Regions from separate parts of the Mus musculus genome. Here regions 1, 2, 3, 4 and 5 are each linked to region 6. A link is a contact called in public HiChIP or PLAC-seq data. All regions are on one chromosome and are shown on one strand. The core of a region is the stretch at or near the end of the contact, and the rest is flanking DNA. Distances in the headings are between cores, read along the strand shown.

Region 1 (3,554 bases), core at 430-2,929, 800 kb after region 6:
GGATAAAACAGAAGGAAAACCAAAGAAAAGAAGAAATGAAAGTAAACAAGAGCAACATGGACGCAAGGCGAAGAGATGAGGAAGCGATGGAAGAGTAAAACACGAGAGAAAGCGGGGCCCACACAGCAATGGGAAAGAGTAAAACACGAGAGAGACAAGAGAAAGTGGGGCCCACTCAAAGAGCGCAGAGGGTGCTCTGGAAAATGACGCTTTAGAAAAGACTTCAACCCAGTTTTGGTTGTGAGCCTAGGCTTTAATGACTGAGCCATCTCCTAGACAGGAAGCCACCAAAATGAACTCTTGCAAGTGGATGGTGACATTGAAGCATAACTCTCCACAGCTGACGGCTGGCGTGAGTGCGGCCGGGAAGGGCTCAGTCCTATTTGAGAGGCAGGTGTCACAGTTTGACCATGCTCCAGTGAGTTCACAGATAACGCAAATTGGGCTTAAGGGGGTTCTATTCATTTTTATTTTTACTTTTTTTATTTTACCTCCCTGAAGGGAGATCATAAGGGTGGAAGGACTGAGAAATGAGTTTGATCAGTGTGCGTGATGTGAAATTTCCAGGGAATCAATAGAAATGTTATATTGGGAAAACAAAACAAAACAAAAAAAGAGCAGTGGTGACCAGTGCTATAAAACCAAGTTTTGAAGGTAATATGTCCCAGTTAGACTCCAAAAAATACTAAAATAAGATCCAAAATTCTGCTACATTTTACTGAATAAAACATCTAAAGATGTCAAAAGGGGGAGGAAGAAAATACATCACAGTTCACTTTTAGAATTCTGGCTGGTTTTGTTTTTTTCTCAAATTAAAATTCTTATTTAAAAATAAATGTAATTCTGGAGGATTCATCTAAAAAGAACTGACCTAAGTTTCAGCAACTTATGAAACTTTAGCCTAACAAACCTCTACGTGTATCTGAAAGGTTGACAGTCCAAGTCTCTAAAATCTTTTATTTAGAAAGACATTATAATGGCTTTATCTTCAAGTCTTAGATTTTAAGTTCAAAATCAACCCACTCAGTTAATTGTCTGGGTTGTTTAAATTATCAAAAACGGGGGGCGGGGGGGACAATGAGAGTTGTTTAAATGAAGGCTCCATGATAGCTCCCAGAGGAACAAACGCCCCTGCATCCTGGTGACTCTCTCAGCTCTGAAGGAATCACCACAGAAGCCAGTCAAGGCAGAAACTGCTTTGTGAGCCCCTCGGTGTGTTCCATGCAAACCCCCTCAGAGAATATGTCCATCTGGGGCCCACTCTTACACTAACGCTCACCTAATCCTGACCCAAAAAAAAAAAAAGAATCTGTGCTGGGGGGTAGATTCGCCTTGATCTCCGGTCATATGTTCCAGTTTCACCATGTCCTGGCAGACGGCATGCTAGCGGTAAAGGTGAATGCCCTTTGGAGCTACGGCTATCATCTTAAGGATAGAAAGATAACTTTAAACACAAGCTAAAATTCCTTATTGTAATAATGCATAATTAGAACTCTTTATGGTGCATGGATAAAGATGCCTGTTGGTATCTGGTGTAGCTTTTCCTCAGAGCTCTGTGTAGATGGTAATGCAATGTCACTGTTCAATATTGAATCTGGCTGTGTTTAATGCTTCCTCTGCAGTAAACCAGGGGCAGAGCCACCTCAACCTCAGACAAGCGACTAAGGTTCCACTGCCACCTAGTGGCTAAGGTCTCTTAACCAGCACTCACCCAACTTAGACTGGAACACGGGAGTACCTTAACCCTCCTGTCTAACTTTCCCTACTCTGTCTCCCTGGAAACCTACCCTCCTACCTCTTCCTAAACCCTCTCATGTCACCTTTGATATCGCTGACCATTCCTCTCCTCACTCACACCCTCTTCTCTTCCCTACTGCTAACATCTTCCTTGGAGGCTTTTTTTAGTTATCATTAAAGAGTGTGTGTGGGAGAACAAGATTGATGGTGTCCATCCAGCAGAGTAAGTTGTGAAAGGCATCTAGCACACAGTTAGAGTTAGACTTTCTAAGGCACTCTGCAATAATCCTGAAAGGGAACGGGCAAAGAATTATAGCAATAGCCTTGCTAGTCCTTGGTCAAGCTTTTGTCAGAGGTGGTGGGCTAGTAGTGTGAGCAAACTACCGAGAGGCCATAGCAGAGACATACAACAGGGAGAGAAAGTGTGATTGTCCAGATGCCTAGCTGGACCAGGCCAACGCCACCTTCCATTATCCCCTAGTCTTTTCTTTTATCAGTTATTGGTGGAAGGATTCAGCTATGACTCCACATAGGAAGCAGCATGCAGCATGCTCCAACACAAACACCTTTCCCCCAGCCTTCCTGGGCAAGAGAAAAACCCGAGCAGATACCCAGTGGAAGCTTAAAGGCAGTATTCCCATCCGAAGAAACTTGAGAATAATCTACTGGATATCTTTGAGGCCTCAGAGCCAAATACATTGTCTCCAGGGTTCATTGGGTGTAAATGTTCGTTAAGTTAAAGAAGAAAAGAAAACACTGAGGAATAGTATCAATCCACAGCCATGAAATTTCTTAAGAACTTATAAAAAACACTCTCATAACTTAATCAATTCATTGCCTATGCAAATCTGTGAGGGAAAAGGGAAAGGGACTCCCCTATATCCAGCAGAGGCCATCAGAGGTCATGGTGAGTGTCAACAACCCACTTGAAGAGCCTGAGACTAGAGTGTTGGCATCATCCTTGAAAATGCTCCAGGATTAAGTTGTGGGACTAGAAAAATGCCACCGCCCTGATCAAGACTAGTACTCTGCTGTGGTGGCCCCTGGGTTCTAGGATGACATCTGTGAGAAACAGAAATGTTTCTCAGACATGCTTTGCTCGGTATGTCTGTTTTGTCTGCTGCTGTTCAGAACATCCAGGTGTGTGAGTGCTGGGATACCAGAGCCATAACAGAGGGAAAGATGCATTTGTGGGGCGATTGTGAGCATCGCTTTGGGAGCTCCCAGGACTTTCTAGACTGCAGAGCTCTTCGTCTTGGCTGTCATGCACATTATCCTTACTCTCAGAACAACATACCAATTCTAAAAACTAGTGTATCATGGGTCAAAGCTCACAATGAAGTCATAAGTGAAAGGGGGTGTGATTACAGATAACATACTAACTCAAACTTTAAAATTTCAGACCAAGCAAGGGTATGTTGAAAAATCATTCACTAAGCACTGGTTATATCATTTTGTTTTGCTTGGCTTTTGTGATCAAATTTTTCAATTAAAAAAATGATTGAAAATAAAACAAGAGTCTAAGAACAGTGCCTAGGAATTCTGGCATTGCAACCATGAGGACCTGAGTTCAGATCTCTAGCAGCCATGAATCCAGGTCGGACCAAGTACCCTGTAGTCCCAATGCTGCAGACCACTGAGACGTGCACACCAGCAGCCTCGCTGAACGACGGCAGGCTCGGGTCCAGTGAAAGACCGTGTCTCAAGGGAAGAAAGAGAAGAATAGAAGAGGACACTTGGTGTCTCCTCCGTGTCTCCAGCGCATCCACCAGCATAGCCAAGCACACCTGCATTCATATGTGTGCACACACACATGC
Region 2 (3,801 bases), core at 577-3,076, 850 kb after region 6:
TAAGATATGACAGTTACTGTGATTTTAGCAATCTGATCATAGAACCATATTGTTTGAGCTGATAAAACTGCAAAACATGATGAAAAACCACTTGGTGACGGTTGGAGAGAGTGGTTTTCCCGTTAGCTTCAAAATTGTTGCTAAGTTGCCCCACTTTTTTCACATGATGGTTTTGCCCTGTTTCATAAGGGCAGTGACTACAAAGAAAACTGAATTTGTGGTTCTCTTCACTGGGGCGGTTACCTTTCTTCCTCTTGCGTCTTTTCAGTTGTTAAGTCTTAACTGAAATCCATCCGGAAGCAGCCAACCTCTAACAGGACTCTGAAATCCTACCATCGGGGATCACCTATCCTAATTCTTCTAATTCCAACTGTATATTATCTCACAGAAAATATTTTAAGATTTCTAAAACTATGGCCCAAAAGAAAGCTTTCTTTTCTTAGGTTGTTTCTTTCGGGTATTTATTTATCCAGTCACAACAATGACAGGAACCCTTCTACATTGACACTTGGACGTATAAAGTGAAGTAACTTAAAGTCAAAAACATTACTTTACAAAAGGGGTGATTCATGGCTAACACAGCAGGATGTCTCCCAACCCACACAATATCATCCTGCTGCATTATCACAATTCAATACAGTCCCTGGGTACAACTTCCCAATGACTATCCGTGGGAGGAACCAGATATCTTCTTTATACGGGACACATTGCAGTGGCTGCTGAGGCAGTCTTGAGCAAGTAGAACCCAAATGTAGTTGCTAATCATAAGAGTAGCATTCCCTACAGGTGTGACTTAACTGCACTGGTCAAGTTCTGTCAGAGTCTTGGACCAGGTCACAAAGTTCAATTAGACTATGAACCTCTACATCAGTAGTTCTTGACCTGTAGGTAGAGACCCCTTTGGGAGGTCAAACAACCCTTTCACAGTGGTCACCTAAGACCATCTGAAAACACAGATATTTGCATTATGATTCGTAACAGTAGCAAAACTACAGTTATGAAGAGGCAACAAAAATAATTTTGCAGTTGGAGGTCACCATAATATGAGGAGTTGTATTAAAGGGTCACAGCATTAGGAGGGTTGAAGAATGATTTTTCTGTGTTATTATGTGTTCTTTGAGAGATGTGCTAGATAGTTGGAAGAATGTGACCGTTGCATGTTTGCCTTCAAGATCTTTACCAATGCAACCAAGTTTGTGTTTAGTACAGCAACTACACGCTAGGTGCATGATGTTGACCATCAGAACCTCTCCAATCTTATCATGCAGTGAATCGAGCCTGTGATACTTCCTGTGTATATAAGGTTTGTATGATTTTATATTCATTGCAATGTTGTTAACATTTGTTGGCATTTAACATGCCAAGTTTATAGTAATCTGTGCATCTAATCCTGTAAAGTTGCACCTCCATGTTTAAAGTCTGACCTCATACAAAGTTTCCTACATTCCTAAGATGTAGAGGACACTGCTAGACAATGACAGTCTATGGCTGGGTAATATAGAATATATCCTAAGGTCAGTGATGAGTTTGAAAGTAAGGCACCATAATTTGGAAATAATATTTTGCATGCCATGTATAGCCTGATGGATTGTCAAAGAGGAGGAAGATTAAAATCACTTTCTTAAGGTCTTCCAGCTGGTCGTGATCAACAGGGTTTCCCCGTAGCTCTCAGTCCCCTTGGAGCCCACCTTTAGAACCAATTAGCCACCCATTTCCTGAGCTGCTCCCTTCCCTAAACTTCCACCTTACTCTTCCCTGTTCTCCTCAGTCATTGCTCCCCTCCCCTCCGCAGGCTCCCTCCTTCCTTCTGTCTCATCAGCCCCAAGTGTCTGCCCCTCGCTGCACAGCCAGCCATCACCACAACTTCCCCTTTTCTTTCAATATCGCACATCTCCTCCTAAGTACAACAAAGTTCTAAATCTACAACTCTTGCCACACCAGGGTTCTGCTCAGCACTAAGCTGCAGTTTATTTAATCTGTAGGCCACGAATAACTCTATTTTATTTGGTGGCTCCCCAGCTACTAGGAGTCTGTCACCCATATACAAACTACAGGGCCTGCCTTGCCTTTGCAGAAATTCTGCCTCAGCCCTAGAGGTCTGGAACAATGGGCGTGCATCACATGCCCAGCGTGACACTCTTCTTCACGCAGCTTCATCTCGCCTGCCTGGACTGCAGTGACTTCACATGGCACACTTGACCCTTGCTCAGTGTTGTCCTTCCCAACACTGAGAGTCCAAATAAGCACATGAGACTGAGATCATTTCCCATTTACTCTATCAAAACTTCCTCCAAAATGTTCGCTAACATTGCGTTCTCCTCTCCCTGATGTAATAGACCCCATAACACAATTAGAATTTAGCCTCTCCTCTCCATTCTCACTATTGGCTTATTCTGGTGTGCTGGTCTTCTCTTTCTGTGTAGATGTATGCGCTCCTTGAAGTTGGGAAGCAGACTCTGTACTCCCTTGCTGGATAATCCCACTGGCCTAGAACACACCGCTATCATAAGCCAACAGCTCCCTTGCACATGTGTTTTGCAGTCATTTAAGAAGCCAGCACCCATATCCTCACATATTCCTAATCCCTTTGAGCTTTGTGTTCAGTTTGGACACTGTCTCAGATCTTCTTTGTAAAGTAAAGCAGCAAATGTCCATGTTGCTAGGTGGAGAGCAGGCACTCTAGGAATACTGAACTTAGAATTTATTTTTATCTCTATTTTAAAAGTACAATAAATCATCTATATATCCACAAGACATTTTATTCCTGAGCTAATTGGTCTCAGAGAAACACAGGCACATTGTATGGACTTGTTTTGAAAAATCTATAGTTCTCTACCTTTCTTCATCTTTAGAGTACAAAAATAAGGTCACTTGTGGCCATAGCTCAGTAGTAGAGTACTGCCTAGCATAAGCCCAGTCCCAACTTCAATTCCCAGCACCTTCCAAAAACAAGTTTTTAACTTGCCAACATTAACATTATCAGAGCCTGAATTGAAATAAAAATGAAATAGTTAGCCTTACTTTTTAATAAAATAAAATAAAAACAAATCACCAGTTTCCACGGGGTCCATGACAGGAAGGGAGGAGGTGGAGAATGGGCAAGTTTGGTTGGGGAGAGAGGTTGATTTTTGTTTTGTTTTATTACACTTGTTTTTCTGTTTGTTTGTTTGTTTTCTAGGACTTTTCAAAAGAAAGACATATTAATCATACACAAAATCATAGACTGTGGAAACCAGCCTTATGCAGTCTCAGCCTTCCCACCATCAAATTTCTTGGTTGCGATGGGTTAGTAGACACTGCTCCATTTCCTTCATCTGAGTGGATGCTCTGGAAGACTGAAATATATGCTAATCACCTCACAGCAGTACCAACAGATTTGTTCTATGTACGTTTGAGAAGGTCACTGACATGGACTATTCCGTACCTCGATGTCTTCTCACATAAAACAAGACGACGAAAGTACTTGCTGTCAGGAGATCACATGTGTGAGTATGGTAGTTTAGTAATATGTGCAGGTCCACAGCCTTTAGTTGGGAAGCACCGTGAGTGTTAAGCAGTCATGGCTACCATCCTTGCCTTCACTATCCACTGAGTGTCTATCACGATCCACAGGGAGGCTGATGGAAAATGTCCTGCCTTTGCTGATGCCTTGCACAGAACAGGAAGCTGGCAAGTACCTCACTGGGTTGGCATTCTTTCAAATTGGCTCATCCAAGGAGGAAACTCCACTACCACAGCCACTGAGCTCTTGTCGTGTGACACCCTCCCTTCTCCACAACTGCATCGTGTTCACGGTTTGTC
Region 3 (3,576 bases), core at 1,072-3,571, 900 kb after region 6:
CAATTATGCTGTATCTTTCCAAGCAGATCATCGGGCACACGGTTTTTTCAGACCCACAGGAACGCTATTATCGGAGTGTTACTGCCATCTAGTGGACTATAGGAATAAATGCAGCTTAAGGCTAACGTGCTTCAGACTTTTTCCTTCTTTTTCTTTCTTATATATTTTCCCTCCTTTTTGATGTAGTATATGCAAAACAAAAAAAATGGAAAAAAATTTTATCAGTCATTGGAGGCTACTTTGAAATTTTTAACTTTATTCTCTCATCAAAAAACCAACAAACATTCCTATCCAGCCAAAACTGGTTGTTAGAAACACAAATAAAAGGAATTCAGAATGAAAATATTTTTTTGCACAACAAAATAAAAATGAGAAAAAAATAATAAAATGTGCTTAAGTGATTGTTCTTGCAAAGAGGAAATATAAGACGTTTATGCAGAAACGAATGGGTTTGGTGAGTTTCAGGAAAAGGTACACAGTGTGCCCTGACAGGCAGAGGGTAGAATTACTTTACTATATTAAGTTTAATCCATTTTAATCAAAGGGTAATTGCATCACTCCCTGCTTTTCCTAACCTCTCTCCAACCCCTCCCGCGTCCCCTGCCTCCAACCCTTTCACTGTCCCCTCCCTTGCTCTCAAATGGACAGCCTCTTTTTCTTTGATGACTATTGAGACATGCAGATATGTAAGTACAGTCTGCTGCGGCTGTGTGTGTTGATTGTGAGGGTGTGACTTCGGGGTGGCTATCTCCGGGGGATCGTCTCAGGGAGAAGCTAATTTTCACTCTCTTAGCAATTATTGTCTGTGGGTCTTTGCCTAGGAAATGAACGGCATGAGATTACCGGCTTCCACGTTACCATTTCACCTGATACTGCCCGTTGTTCTGGTCCTGTTTGTGCAGCCATTTCTATGAGAGACAGTCTCATGGCAGACTTCCTGGTAGTCTTCCCACCACCTCTTCCTCTGTGTTTCCTGGGCCAGAGATGCAGGAGCTGTGATGATGCTCTGCCCACGGGCACTCGGGTTCCCGGGAACCATTGTCTCCCTCTTATGTCCAGCTGTGGTGCTCTGTAACGGTCCGCATTGGTGTAAAGAGAAGCTTCTTTGAATAGGATTGGAAGGCGCTTATCTGTGGGCACAAAGATAACATTTAAAACATAGTTAGGAATTATGCTGGTCTAGTAAACTGGTGGTACTAGATTCTCTTCTAAAGTCCGTGACCTCACTAGCCCCAGGAACCTGGCCTAGTTCCAGTACCAGACATGATTTCCTTCCTGTCAAGTCGGCATAAAGTCCTATTAGGCAGCTGTTGGTTGCCACCAACGTGTGAGTGCCCTTATTGCTCCCTTATACCTAGCTTGTCATGCTGGCTATTTTCCAGGCTCCTTCCGCATCATCACGGCGGGGTGGTAGGACTAATTGTTTCCTTCCCTTGGCCGCTCACAAAAGAACTTCTGGTGCTATGCAAGCCAGGTTACAGGAAGGAGGCTTTCAGTTAGATCCAGCTCAAAGCATGCTTGTCCTATGTCCTACGGATGTAACTAACGTCTTCAGCAGTAAAGGCCTACCCTCAGGCCCTGGAGGCATCACTGATAATCTGTATTGTTTTGGGAGTCCTGTGCATATCTTAAAAGAGGGTACGGGGGAGGGGGTTGTTATTCTATGGTTCTTGTGATGAACACTGTCAACCCAAGTAGCATAACTTCATTTAAATATCTATGATTTAGGTGCACATAAAAAAATATGAGTCCTTGGGGCGTTATCAAACAACTACAGCGTAAAGCATGCCGCCTTTTCCTCCTCCTTCTTCTGTAGTGGCCCCCATTGGCACCCCTGTCCCGATTTTCCATATCCCCTTCATATCCCCTATAGTCTGTTGTCCCTCATACTCCCACGCGCTCCCTTTATACTTCCCCAGTCTCTGTGATTATTCTGTGTTGCATTCATGTCTGAGGACTGGGAGCACGGGAGAGTGGGAACATGTGACTTTCTGGGTCAATATAGTCTTTTCTGGGTCTGTCCATTTACCTGAAAGTTTCTGCCACACACACACTCCAGTGAAGTCCGCTTGACAGGCTGAGAAGCCTAAAAGCCACTCAAGAGGCAAAGAGTTTCACAGAAACTCACCTCCTGGAGTTTTGGCATTATCATTTACCCACATACTCATACCCTATTCCCACGTTGTCTGGTGTATGGATCTATGAGCTCTCTTTTAATATTTTATTATAAATGCCTTTTAAGATTAAATTCTGTTATAGTTACGTCTCCCCATTGTTCCAAGGTCCAGAAAGGAAGTTACCTATTCAGTTACTAATTAAGCATTACAAAAGACAGAGCCAGTAGCTCAGAACTGGTCTGCAAAATATTTACCAAGGACAGTAGCAATTGTCACCCAAACAAGGGAATAATAGAGCTAGGGAATCCCACTGAGACAGAGATCTTCTCTACAGCTAGGTATAGTGAGTTTCACATTAAAAGCAAGTTGGCATATTCTTCTGTAGACCCAGGAAATAGGGTGTTGGGGTATTGCAATATTCATGATAAGGTCTGTTAGTGCAGAACCCCTGGTGGTGGGATTAACAATAGACTAGTTTACACCTGGCTTCCTTCTTTTGCGACAGCAGCCTGGTCCCCACCTTCTTTTGATGTATACATTCCTTTAGTATTGCGTCACTGTAAGTTGGTGGATTGTATTTTGCCTGGTTTCTTGTTATTTCTTTGGTATAAAAAGTTTAATGCTCGACCTGACACAATACATTCAGATTCTACACAATCTCAAGTGTTGGTCTGTCTGTCACTCTCTGATGCTTTGCCCACCTGCCCCAGAGGATCCACGCAGGCAAAGAGACCCAGAGGGTCTGCGGCAAGTTTCAAGATTTCCTTTTTCTGTAGAAGGAATAGTATACCATTGTGTATGTTACCACATTTTCACTCCCATCCATGACGACAGGCATGCAGATTGTTCCCATCCTCCAGCTAGTGTGCACAGAGCAGCAGTGAACATGGCTAAGCAAGTGTCTGTGGACTAGCATGCTGAATCCTTTGGGCATATACTGGTCATACAGTAGATTTGCATAGCAGAATTTTCCCCCAATTAATTTAAATATACAACAAGAAGCCTGTGATTGGGCAGTGGAAAAAGAAGGCAGGTAAGGATTTTTAGCAACAGAAAGGGGACAGGTATGAAAAGGAAGGAAGATGGAGGGAGAGGAAGACAATCCAGATTCCGCGTAGCTTTAAACAGCCACAGGTAGCTATGAGTATCATAAAAGGGTAGAATAATTGGGATAACTTGTCTAATCTAGGGGGGCAGCTTGTATCATTATCAATTGTCTCTGAAATTATTGTGTGGGCATCTTGTGGATTGAGAATTTATTGATATATATAAAGCTGACTGATTAATTATGAGGACATAGAGTTTTGATTTACTGGGTTAAGGGGACTTGTGACAACTAGCTGCAGGGGGTGGATGGCTGAGAAGGTACAAGCAGTTCTGAGGTAAGTGAACTGAACCAGAACTGGAGCTGGGAAGACCAGACTGCCCCATGGGGCTAGCCTAGAGGCAGAGAGACCGC
Region 4 (3,476 bases), core at 731-3,230, 990 kb after region 6:
TTTTGTTTTTGTTTTTGTTTTTGTTTTTTGTAGCCTAAAATTGTTAAACATTCACACACACACACACACACACACACACACACACACACACACACACACTGTTCTTTGTCAGCAGAGATGAAAGCTGCCACATCCAGTTCTCCTAAAAGGAGAAAACATCTTATGAGACCCATTAAATCAGCACTCGCTTGCCTTTATGGTACTTGGCAACATCTTCTTCTTCTTCTTCTTCTTCTTTTTTTTTTTTTTTTTTTTTTTTTTTTTTTTTTTTTTGGTTTTTTGAGACAGGGCTTCTCTGTATAGCCCTGGCTGTCCTGGCACTCACTTTGTAGACCAGGCTGGCCTCGAACTCAGAAATCCACCTGCTGGGATTAAAGGCGTCACCGTGCCCGGCTATTGGCAACATCTTCTGAGTGTGATGAAAAGTATAAGTTTACACACACACACACACACACACAAATTTCTGAGGTACGTGGGACATACTTAAAGTACAACTAAGAGCCCAACCAAGAGCTTGTGACCAACCTGGACCCCAAGAGACCTGAGCCCCACCGCTCCCTGCTGCTGGCACTCAGGGCTTGTCACACGGCTTCCACACTCAAATAGATGCACCAAAAGAATGAAGACTAGTCAGAAAGGGAAGCAGTCATGTGAAGCCACTGCAGGCCAGTTGTTCTTTGACCCTTCAGAGGGGCTCTCTCTCATGGCCTCCCACCCTCTAGATGTGCACCTACTATGAGCAACCAGAAACCCTTCCCATTCCCCTTCTCCCTGCAAAGGAGCAAAGGAGCAGAGAAGAAAAGGAGCCTGATTTATTCCCTCTACCTCAGCTTCTGCAAAGTCCCTACACACAGAACTGGGCCTAGACAAACTGAGGCACCAGAGAGCTTGACTCCTTCAGCCCACCACAGCCTTGGGCACCCAGCACTGAGTGGTGCCCAGTAGACATGAGAGAGCTGGCACTCATCCCCAGACAGTCTCATAGGAAAATGTGTCCCACTGCAGGATAGGAACCCACACTCTCAGCTAAGTGCACTGTTGAAAAGCCACATGATACGCTAATACGCGTCTGCCTACAAAGGTTGATAGGGGAGAAGAGAGAAAAGAGATTTAAAGCAGGATAGATATTAACTTACAGCCAAGAAGTTTCATACACTGTGGCCCCTCTAGTGGAGATGAGACTATTACAAAATTACAAAGACATTCAAAGTTCTCTGTTGTCACATAGGCTTCTAAAAGAACCTTTATTTTAAGTTGATGTGTATTTCAGTTAATGCGTACTAAACAGAAGAAGCAGAACCAAACTCATCATGTCACAAGTCACTTTGTTGGATGCATCCTCATCTTCCTACAAATCCCCTTTAAGCACTTCCCTACCTGTGGACAGCCAGGCCTGAAAACAGGGTACCTGGCTTTGCTTTCCCTGCAAGCTGGTATACAAGTGGGCACTTGGCGAACGTTTAAACATGAACACTAAAAGAATAAACTACTTTACACAGAGAAATGAATATTAAGAGAGTTTGGGCTATCAAATGCTTAAGTCTTTTTTTTTTTTTTCCTATTTCATAAGGCAATTGAGTGGATCACAAATACAGATAGTTTATTTTGTGGGCAGGTAGAAGGAAACAAAATGCAAGACACAGGCAGCAATCACAGAAGTAGGCACATGAGAGGCAGGGAATGAGGGACCTGTTAAAACTCTGATCTACATCCTGTTCAAGAATTCAGGAGAAACACCACTGAAGCCAAACCGGCTCTCCCAAGGCAACTCAAACACTCACCTGCCTCCAACAGCAGGGAAGACCCACCCTGTCACTCACCTCTAGCTCGGTAGTATTCACGGTATTCACGGTATTCACAGGGCTCCATCATCTCCCTTGGATTGCTCCTCCTGGCAGACAGACAGAGGAGGCTGGAAGGCAGCTGTCAACAGGGCTTCTTGGTCGCCTTTGTCTGTGCTGTGCACTCCCTGGCAGCCAGTGCATCTCTTATTTAAGGAGTTCCCTATTCCCCTCCTTTAGCCCCGCCCCCATAAAGTCCCTTCCTTCAGGCTTAATTTCAGCCTCTCTTGTCCCCGTCCTTTCTGATTTGAACTTTGATCAACAGAATCAGAGAACATGGTGTTTTTAGACCAGTTGGGGCACCTAGCCTCCCAAGCCTACAAGCAGCTCTGGATAGACAAGGTAAAAGAGCCCTCTATCATCCCTGCCCCTGCATTCAGACCATAGAGCCCCAGCCTTGAATAAAGCTCCTAGCTCAGAGGCCAGAAATAGGCCAAGGGCATTCACAATAAGTAGCACAGAGGGTGGAGTTGCTCCTGCCCTGGCTTCTCTATGAGGTGAGGGCAGAGCCGGCTCAGAGAAGCCCATAGCTAGCCAGGCTGAGCTCAGGACAGATCAACAACAGGATATGAAGGATTCTTTTTATCCATTACTACATAGCACTTGTTCTGGGTTCTTTGCCTCGACTACTGTTTAAGCTAACGGAGGAAAAACCTGTTCAGTGCCAATAAATCTGGAAGTCCCTTTAGTGGATGGACGCTTCTACAGCAAGCAGAGCTGGAGAACAGAGCGGAGCCTGGGTGCAGCAGAGTGCGGGACACACATTCGTAAGGGGGAAGAATTGCCACTTTGTCAGATGGAAATCTTTCTGGTGACAGCAGTTATCTGTACCCCTCCTCTTCCTGAGTCGAGTACTTTTCCTAATCAACGTTTCTTCCTGACCATCTCTTACGAAAGAACAGCTTTTGAGAACTCCTCCTACGTCCAGGGCTTCTCGAGATAACACAAAGGAAGCGTACTAGTGGGGGCGGGGATGGCAGTTTCTCCTGAAATCATATTCTGGGGTGGTGTGTTTGTCCTGAACCCCAACACTGCCACAAAACAACAAAAATCCTTCGGAGTTTTCCCGAATACCAAGAGCTTTTTGTTCTTTATATCGAGGTCCCTTTGTTCCTCAGAGGCTCTGGACTGCGGATGCCTGCACCCAAGAGCTTGAACACAATCTGAGAAAAACAGTGTCTAAAGCATTACCTGTACTTACACAACAGACTTCATGGGGGGTGGTCAGGGGGAAGAATGGGAGAAAGAGCTAAAGGTTAAACAAGGGTGGGGCTCAGTGGCAAACCGCTCACCTAGCACGCCCGCCCGAGGCCTTGCCTTTGGTCCCCAGTTCCCATCTCCCTTTTTTAAAAGTACCTCTGGAGCAGATTTGAAATGTTTGCAGGGCTACCTGAAGGATAAGCACCCAAAGAAGGCAGCTCCACACCCCAAGTGTCACCCTTCACCCAACTGTCATCACATCTGTCTCGATCAAAAGTAATCATGTTTGCTATAATTCTGTGAGCCACGCCAGCAAATTAATCAAACCCAAGAAAGATGTGGGAATCCACAAAGACATAGTAGCAAGCACAGGTAGCAAACTCCTTACTGGGAACCTGTGGCTGAAGTTGGAGCCGACTAAAGAGGCTGAACTCA
Region 5 (3,479 bases), core at 706-3,205, 740 kb after region 6:
TGGAAAAACGGTGTTTTTCAATATGCTAAACAAAAACTAAAGGCGATGAATGAAACCTTCTCATTACAGAGCACTCCCCTCCTTCCCTCTCTCTTTCCTTTTCTCCATTTTTCCCTCTCCCTTTCTTCCTGACGTACGTACATACGTGTGTGTGTGTGTGTGTGTGTGTGTGTGTGTGTGTGTGTGTGTGCGCGCGCGCGCGCGCGCGCATGCGCTCATCATTATATAACCTGGCTGAAAACAATAGTCCACTTATAAACACATTTTGTTTAACTTTGAAAGAGATTCATGATGCCATTTATTATTATAAAATAAAAGAAAAATATTTTAAGTAAAAATAAAATCCTCATAAGTTTAAATGATAACAATGACCTTGTGAGAAACTCCAAACTCCAAACATGGGGTTTTTACAAATAGAAATTCCTCGCAATGCTAAAGACCTAATCAGTAGCTTATATGATGACATAAGCCCATTAGAACTGGCATTCTACTGTTCTCCTAAAAAATGTGATAATGTCTTTAATAGGAAGGTAAATTCCCACCCAGAAGACCTGTGGGTGACCAGGTTATAAATAACAGGTCTGTTGGCATGACCACAGTAGCTTCCATCATAGGAATACCGGCAGATGTCCCCTGCAGAAGGATGCCCAAGCCAGCCCCTGCATGTGAATATACCACTACATGTATAGATGAATTCCAGAAGAAAACAGAAAGTGAAGAATAGGTTAGCAGATGTTTCGACTTATGGCAAAATGAACTGTCTTCTTGATGTCCTGCCCAGTGTGGAAAGCATTTATTACAATGAGTTTATGCTGAAGATCCTCTGATGGGAGAGAATGGTCATATTAAAACAAGCATTATGCCTTCAGCTTTTGAGTTATTTAACATACAGTGATGCATATAAAAATGCATCACCAAGAGTTTATGTATGAACTACAAAAGCAGACCCAGAAGCAAAGGCAGGTCACCTTGTTTCCTGGCTCAACACTGCCCTCTGCTGTCCGGGACCAAAATCGTGCCTGCACTTAGACTTGTCACTCAGCCTTGGTTCCAAGGATGATATCAGACAGTTAGCAGGCAGTTTGCAGAAACAAACAAAAGGATGTGTAAGGTTAGAAGGCTGTTTGAAATGCACTGTGGGGAAGGAGACAGAGCAGGCACAGAGGATTACTGTTGCAAGCAGAAGGCTCCAATGTCCTCGGTAGATAAGCAACCCAATGAACGCTCATCATGGTCATGAAAACTGGCAGCGCCATCTGATGAATGGGAGAAATGATACCAGACATGAATGTGTGTCTCTGACGGCACTGCAGATCTCATAAACTGGGCTTTGAGAAGGCACTGAAGCAAAAAAAAAACATCTCCCAGGGTTTCCTGTTTGGTGAGGCTCCCATTTGCTGTGTAAATGACTCAACCTCTATTTCCCCCTTGCAAAACGAAAACATTCCAAGGGAGGGTGAAGTTCATGAACACACTGGCTGAAATTCTACTTATTTAGGAGCTTTCCCCAACAATGTCTCCCTAACATGTGACACAAGTCCCTTTCCAGGCAGAAAAAGAACAATTTTTATGCTCTGCTAAAATTGCTAATGCTCCCCCCACCCTCCAAGGCCTTCACTCCCTGCCAGACTGGAATGAGTGCACTGTAAGACCTGGGTGGGTGTTCATAGCTGTCCTTTCTCTTACTTCCTGGAACTCAGCTCTCCAAACACAAGCTGGTTCTTGCAAATGCAATTCATCAGGAAGGAAGAAAGCTACACATAGTACCTTTCGGTGAAGATGGACAGTGTGTGGGCATCCGACATTCTACTGGACCTCAGAATACAAACAGATGTGAAAAGAAGGGCTCTGCCTTCTAGGCTTTGTAATGAGGGCAGTTTAGTACAATGCTGTAATGCAGAACCATAGGCAGGGTTGAGTTGACTAGAGCACTCACAGCCCATACCATCTGAACACACTACAGCGGAGGGAGGGAGCGCTGTGCTCAGCCATGCATTCAGCCTGCAAAGGAGAGAGGGGGTGCGAGGGATGAGCCATTTTCCTCAGTCCTTTCCTGGCACTCTAGATGCAGGAAGTAAAAGAGATCTGTTAGGAAATAGATTTAAATTATGACATTATGTTTAAAGGAAAATAATTTGGACTTTGGTAAAAGGCCAGAGCTTTGAGCTTGCTTGTTCCTTGGAAACTTGGGTCTGCCTCTGACAGATTAGCTATCTGACTTTAGGCCACTTGATTAGTCCGGGGCAGATCCAGGACTCCAAATTCCTAGTTCTTGGTTATCAAAACAAATGGCTTTACATATACAGCCAGCCACAGGCTATCTCTAGGTTGGAGTAAGATATGCCACCAGAGAGTAATGAAGGAGACAGCACCGCCCTTCAGAGAGTGAGGAAGAAAGGAAGTGAGTGAACTTTTTAGTTCAAGCTTCCAGTTCATTGCCCCACAGACTGTTAAAGACGTCGATCCTTTATCGTCGATCAGAAATCGGGGACCGGCTCAGAGAGCGATCAACCCCCTGAAAACAGGGAACTGTGTGCACCAAAATGCACATCAGAAGTCAAAATGTAATGCTTTAGAGTGTTACAATTTATGAGAAGAAACCTGACCTACTAAAACAGTTTACTCGGGATAACAGAACTTGAGCATTCAAACCTATTTGGTCGCTACTGTCATTAATGACTCTATGATATCACAGTCAGTGTTATGTTCTGCTCCACGAAAGGACTCCTAACTGGCCAATATCTTATAAACAGCCTACATCACACAGCTAATTTTCAGTACCTGCCCCAAGAGCCATTTACAAGAGGTACCAGTGATTAAAGATTTTACTGCTTAGAGAGGGGCTATAGAGTCCTAGTGTCTCTGCGTGGGTACTTGGAGGCAGCTGGGTCATTTAATGAATTTTTCTGAGAACAAAACATGGTGGCTCAGAAATGAAACACTGGATGCGTTATCTTGTCTGACTGATCAAAACCTCATTGTCTATTTTCCTTGCAGCAGAAGATACATGCTCTGTTAAAATGACAGAATCCATGAAATAACCTCAGAAACTGGCAGGACTTAATTGTAGACCTGTGGGCATGAGACTAACACAGGGATGACTGTAGACCTGTGGGCCTGTGGCCAACATAGGGCTTAACTTAAACCTGTGGGCATGCTGCCAACACTAAAGCATCAATGGGAACCAACTCAATCAGGGTTCCACATGTCCAAAAATGGCTAACAACTATGTTATGTGCGTGCTGCGTGGCATGAACATTACTCATCGATGTTGACGACATCTAAACACATTGGACAGGATTAACTACAAGCATGTACATATTGTCCATCCAATGGCTCCTCCCTCAGATCCTTCTCTTTCAACACATTTTTTTTGCATGAACTCAAAAACATAGCACAAGAACATGAAAGGGCACACATTTATGATTTTAATCCCCAAGGCTGTGGGCTTAGATATAAATCGCCAAGACTGGGAATGT
Region 6 (3,982 bases), core at 1,413-3,912:
TTCATAGCTCCAGACAGACATCAGACTTACAGAGTCTCAGATGATGGAAACCGGGATACACTTTAACCTATGACCCTAAAGATGTGAGACAAAGCCAAGCCAAAGGCACCCAATCTTCCAGAAGACACAAAGATCCTTCCCGGGACTGGAAAGTTGGCTCAGAGGTCAAGAGTGCTTGTCTCTTCAGCAGAGGACCAAGATTCAATTCCCAGTATCATGGCAGCTCACAATGTCTATAACTTCAGTTTCAGGAGACCAGAGGCCCATTTCTGTCCTCCACAGGCACCAGGCACACAAGTGGTGCACAGATAAACTTGCAGGTAAAAGACTCAGGCATACAAAGTAAAAATAAAATTTTTAAACTGTTTCAAGCAAAAGATATCAGCCTTTTAAAACAGTAAAAAAACAGCATAAGTGTGGGAAACCTTACAACTCCCGGATAAGGACTCCGCCCTCCTCTAGATGCCTGCTCCATCCTAAGTCCATTCTGGCCACTTCCATCAATCAAATAGTATATATCACAGAACACATTTACAAAGTCAAGAGATGAAATTACAAAACTGTAAAACTACTTACAAATCACTTAATAAAAAGTATCAGTAAACATTTTTTTCTAAGAAAATGACAACTTAAGATGAGAAAATAGCATAAAAATCCATTTTAGAAAGAAATATAAATGTTCATTGAATATTATTACAGTCTGAGTTCATCAGGCTCAGGAGATCGCTCAGTGCAAGTGGCCATGCAAGTGTGCAGACCTGAGTTCAAATCTTCAGAAACCACATTAAGGCCAGACAGAGAGCCCAGGCATCTGTAAGGAACACTTCTACGGGACGGGGAGGCACAGGTGAGAGGCTGTCTGGAACGTCCTGGGCAACGCCAGCTAGCATGGCCTAAACACTGAACAGCCACAGATACCAGTCTCTAACAGGGTGGAGCCATACAAATATCCACTCGCGCGCGCGCGCGCGCGCACACACACACACACACAGAGGTTAAGTCCATGAAGAATTCAGGAAGTGTACTCTAAGTAGCACCGTGCTACCTTCAACTACTACATTGAAAATGGCCACAACTCTATGTTTTTTTGTGGCTTTAATAAATAAATTGCTGGTGAGATGTGTGCTGACAGATCATCATGAAAACAATCGATAGCAATGTGCATTTGCCATAGTAAAACTGTATCTTGGTGAATATGGCAAAATTATGCCATTAGTAGGAACAGTGGCCTACTCCTATGCTTGACCAGAGAGCTGACCACTTAAAACATAAACCAAGGGATCAACGTGGGCAGTGTGCTCCCTAAAATACAGCTCCCTGGTTAATAGTCTCACTCTAGCCGGGAAACTTTTCCTAACCCCACTACAAGAATACAAGAAGCACAGCTGTCTTCTCTTACACCTCTGACCCAGCTTGTCAATACTTGTCTGACAATACTTGTCAGCACTGTCCCTGGTAGTTTTTGGTCACCCCCTTCCACCCCCTCACATAGAGGGAAAAATATTTACTTGTTTTGTGAGCAAACTTTAGTGTATATTTTCCTTTCCAAAAATATTTATCATCATCATCATCATTATGAGTGAATATATCCATTGGGTCACAGGCCTTAGGATTCCCCTGGAGCCGGAGTCACACGTAGTTGTGACCTATACAATTTGGGTGCAAGAAATGAACTCACAGCCTCTTGCAAGAGCATTGACAATCTCTTAACTGCTGAAACTATTATCTACTCCCACCGGAGTAGATAGGGTCTTTAGGCAGATCTCTTTTTATTTGTTTACATTCCAAATTGTTTGTTTGTTTGTTTGTTTGCATCCCAAAGGATGTAATATGGCTGTAAGCAATTAAGAACTGAAGATCCTCAGCTCTGGCAGCTGTGCAATCGTAACTGCTTCCGTTTCTTTAGTAATGAAACGGTGAAAACATCATAGGTGTGGGAAACCTTACAACTCCCGGATAAGGACTCCGCCCTCCTCTAGATGCCTGCTCCATCCAAAGTGCATTCTGGCCACTTCCAGAGCGCATGGCTTATATCCTTTGCTTGTGGCTTCAAACTTCAGCCTTTATTTACATGCAAACAATCAAGAATTGTGAAGCTACGAAGTGAAATTCAGCTTAAATCACACTGAAAAATGCATGACTACAAGATGGACTAAATGTAATTGCCCTGGGAGTTAGAAAACTGCACGCACTAGCTTACACACTAACTTCTCTTACAGGGTGGAAACAGCCAGAACGCAACAGTCTATTTTAGACACTTTCCAAATCCTGTTCCTACTACAAAGAGTACGGAGGGAGGGGGCAATGACAATCTCTTGAGCTCGGTAGTACCGATAGCAGCATGGAAAACCAAGGTGAGCAGAAGACAGTAACCCCAAAATACAGGAAGCCCCCTCGACTGGGTGTACTCACGCAGCGCCCTTACCAAAGAACTGGGCCCGGGGTCCAAGAACCACGGGCGCGCACAGGTCTGCCGATGGGACGCCCAGGCTGAAGATCGAGAAGGGAGCCAGCAAGCACAGCCCCGGTGTAGGAGACTCGAACGCGGGTCCCGATCCCGCAGCCGCCAGCCTGGCCGGGAGACCGCAGTCACCTCCCGCAACCCGCAACCCGCTGCCCTGACTTCCAGCCGCGAGCACCTTCCCGGTTACACCCTAGCCCGCGAACCCCGCCACTCGACGAGCAGCCGCCTCCTCCAATCGCCGCCGCTGCTCGATGGGCCTGACGGCTGGGCGGAGCTATGGGGCGGAAAACCCGCCTCCCACAAGGTCGGTTGAGAAGTCGCCCGCAGTTGCAAGAGCGCGGCTGTTCGAAGAGGGCGCCAGTGGCGGCGGGAAGCTTCCCGGAGCCTCCATTGGGGAAATAGTGAGCCAATCACAAAAGCCTCCTAGAGGACTACGGTTGCTTAGATACGGCGGACTGTTTGCCCTCCCAGAGGTTAGCTAGGACATTCCTTTTTTTCCCCTTACACGTCTAAGTTTCATCCAATGGCCCTTTTTGCTCTCTGAAGTGCCACTGCCAGCCCTGGTCGTTGTTAAATTTGGCATCATCTTCAGACTTGGCTGGTTAAGATTTGTGTTTCTTTACTGATAAAACTGGAGGAGCTCCCAGGTGCCTCCTCCCTAAAACTCGAATTTCCGCGAATGTTCTTAGATGTTAGCCTGTCGTTAAATCCCATTATATCATCGAACTTGGAGATCGCAAACACAATGGATAAATATCACTTTGGCTGTTCAATTTTAATGTGTGTCTCTTGATTGGCTTGTTGAGGGTGGCTGGACCTGGCATGTTCGAGACCTGAGTTCTGGAACAGTTGCTGTCTCTGGCTTCTTTGGTAAGAAGGGCTCTAGTGCATGCCAAGAACTTGGTGACTTGGATGCCCACATCTTTTTAAATCTTTCCCCTGTGTACCGTGTGGAGTAAGATACTTGTCCAAGGCTCTTCCAAATCTGGCTGTTTGCTAAGTCTGCCACCTGCATCCTATCCTTGTACGGCTGACATTGACCCTCAGCTAGGGGTCTGATACAGAATAAGAGCTTGAGTGAGAGAAACAGAACCAAGTCACAAGGCTGCACTACCAATAGTTCTGGGATGGCTCCTGTTTCCCCTCCTCCCACCCCATCTCCTGGGCTGCTTTTCGAGTCAATTGCCCCACCTCTCACCCACTCAGCCCTCGAAACACATGACGTCACTCAGTGGAACTGGATCTCCCTACCACTGTACACAGGGTGCATACCGACCCCAAGAGAAGATGGATTTCTCTTCTACTACGATCTGTTACCGTGTGTCTGCTTCACTGGTAGAACAATATGAACGTCTTGGGGGTATTCACTTGAGCATTTGTCTTCATGTTTCATGGCCCATGCTAGGCACTCAAAACAACTGTGTTAACTCATTAGTGAATAAATGAAGGAATGGGCAAATGAAGATGTTGGTCAAGAAAAGACTAATGAAAGGCCTTCGGGGAAATGGCACTTGTCGA

Evidence for each region. HiChIP or PLAC-seq counts read pairs in DNA pulled down with a chosen protein or histone mark.
Region 1: a contact with region 6 is called in an H3K27ac HiChIP or PLAC-seq map of embryonic stem cells, with 5 times the contacts expected there. The contact joins the enhancer-like site here to the promoter of Cep152 in region 6. A contact is called at or near these places in 2 of 39 promoter capture datasets (the 3T3-L1 cell line and cranial neural crest), 2 of 484 Hi-C or Micro-C datasets (embryonic fibroblasts and liver), 6 of 115 datasets of contacts at active chromatin or transcription factors (bone marrow-derived macrophages, embryonic forebrain, embryonic stem cells and 3 more) and 1 of 9 other capture datasets (embryonic stem cells).
Region 2: a contact with region 6 is called in an H3K27ac HiChIP or PLAC-seq map of large pre-B cells, with 8 times the contacts expected there. The contact joins the enhancer-like site here to the promoter of Cep152 in region 6. A contact is called at or near these places in 6 of 39 promoter capture datasets (the 3T3-L1 cell line, cranial neural crest, frontonasal cranial neural crest and 3 more) and 5 of 115 datasets of contacts at active chromatin or transcription factors (embryonic forebrain, embryonic limb bud, embryonic stem cells and 2 more).
Region 3: a contact with region 6 is called in an H3K27ac HiChIP or PLAC-seq map of embryonic stem cells, with 5 times the contacts expected there. The contact joins the enhancer-like site here to the promoter of Cep152 in region 6. A contact is called at or near these places in 6 of 39 promoter capture datasets (the 3T3-L1 cell line, the C10 cell line, cranial neural crest and 3 more), 2 of 484 Hi-C or Micro-C datasets (B cells and Th1 cells), 6 of 115 datasets of contacts at active chromatin or transcription factors (embryonic midbrain, embryonic stem cells, neural tube and 2 more) and 1 of 9 other capture datasets (embryonic stem cells).
Region 4: an H3K27ac HiChIP or PLAC-seq map of embryonic stem cells shows a contact between it and region 6, with 4 times the contacts expected there. The contact joins the promoter of Hdc here to the promoter of Cep152 in region 6. A contact is called at or near these places in 8 of 39 promoter capture datasets (the 3T3-L1 cell line, 3T3-L1-derived adipocytes, HPC-7-derived erythroid cells and 5 more) and 1 of 115 datasets of contacts at active chromatin or transcription factors (embryonic stem cells).
Region 5: a contact with region 6 is called in an H3K4me3 HiChIP or PLAC-seq map of pro-B cells, with 7 times the contacts expected there. The contact joins the enhancer-like site here to the promoter of Cep152 in region 6. A contact is called at or near these places in 4 of 39 promoter capture datasets (cranial neural crest, embryonic stem cells, hippocampal neurons and 1 more) and 5 of 115 datasets of contacts at active chromatin or transcription factors (bone marrow-derived macrophages, embryonic forebrain, large pre-B cells and 2 more).

The regions. Positions count from the first base shown.
Region 1 is chr2:126,427,787-126,431,340 of GRCm38.p6, forward strand. All of the region lies in intron 7 of Atp8b4 (ATPase, class I, type 8B, member 4), which reads right to left. Among named protein-coding and RNA genes, the nearest start is that of Atp8b4, 62 kb to the right of the region's middle. Within about 2 kb of position 1,680, at least 18 of the 459 cell types and tissues checked have an H3K27ac peak or open chromatin away from gene starts, as enhancers often do.
Region 2 is chr2:126,474,040-126,477,840 of GRCm38.p6, forward strand. All of the region lies in intron 3 of Atp8b4 (ATPase, class I, type 8B, member 4), which reads right to left. Among named protein-coding and RNA genes, the nearest start is that of Atp8b4, 16 kb to the right of the region's middle. Within about 2 kb of position 1,827, at least 99 of the 459 cell types and tissues checked have an H3K27ac peak or open chromatin away from gene starts, as enhancers often do. A contact at or near this core is called in pre-B cells, where this site is marked.
Region 3 is chr2:126,520,965-126,524,540 of GRCm38.p6, forward strand. Gm26697 (a long non-coding RNA gene) reads right to left here. Exons shown (of 4, transcript XR_866700.3): 4 at 237-1,130. Among named protein-coding and RNA genes, the nearest start is that of Gm26697, 23 kb to the right of the region's middle. Within about 2 kb of position 2,322, at least 13 of the 459 cell types and tissues checked have an H3K27ac peak or open chromatin away from gene starts, as enhancers often do. A contact at or near this core is called in embryonic stem cells and liver, where this site is marked.
Region 4 is chr2:126,616,698-126,620,173 of GRCm38.p6, forward strand. It overlaps Hdc (histidine decarboxylase), which reads right to left and starts at 1,981. Exons shown (of 12, transcript NM_008230.6): 1 at 1,821-1,981. The coding sequence starts at 1,872.
Region 5 is chr2:126,362,211-126,365,689 of GRCm38.p6, forward strand. All of the region lies in intron 20 of Atp8b4 (ATPase, class I, type 8B, member 4), which reads right to left. Among named protein-coding and RNA genes, the nearest start is that of Atp8b4, 130 kb to the right of the region's middle. Within about 2 kb of position 1,956, at least 63 of the 459 cell types and tissues checked have an H3K27ac peak or open chromatin away from gene starts, as enhancers often do. A contact at or near this core is called in bone marrow-derived macrophages, where this site is marked.
Region 6 is chr2:125,622,451-125,626,432 of GRCm38.p6, forward strand. Cep152 (centrosomal protein 152) reads right to left here and starts at 2,663. Exons shown (of 28, transcript NM_001081091.1): 1 at 2,426-2,663.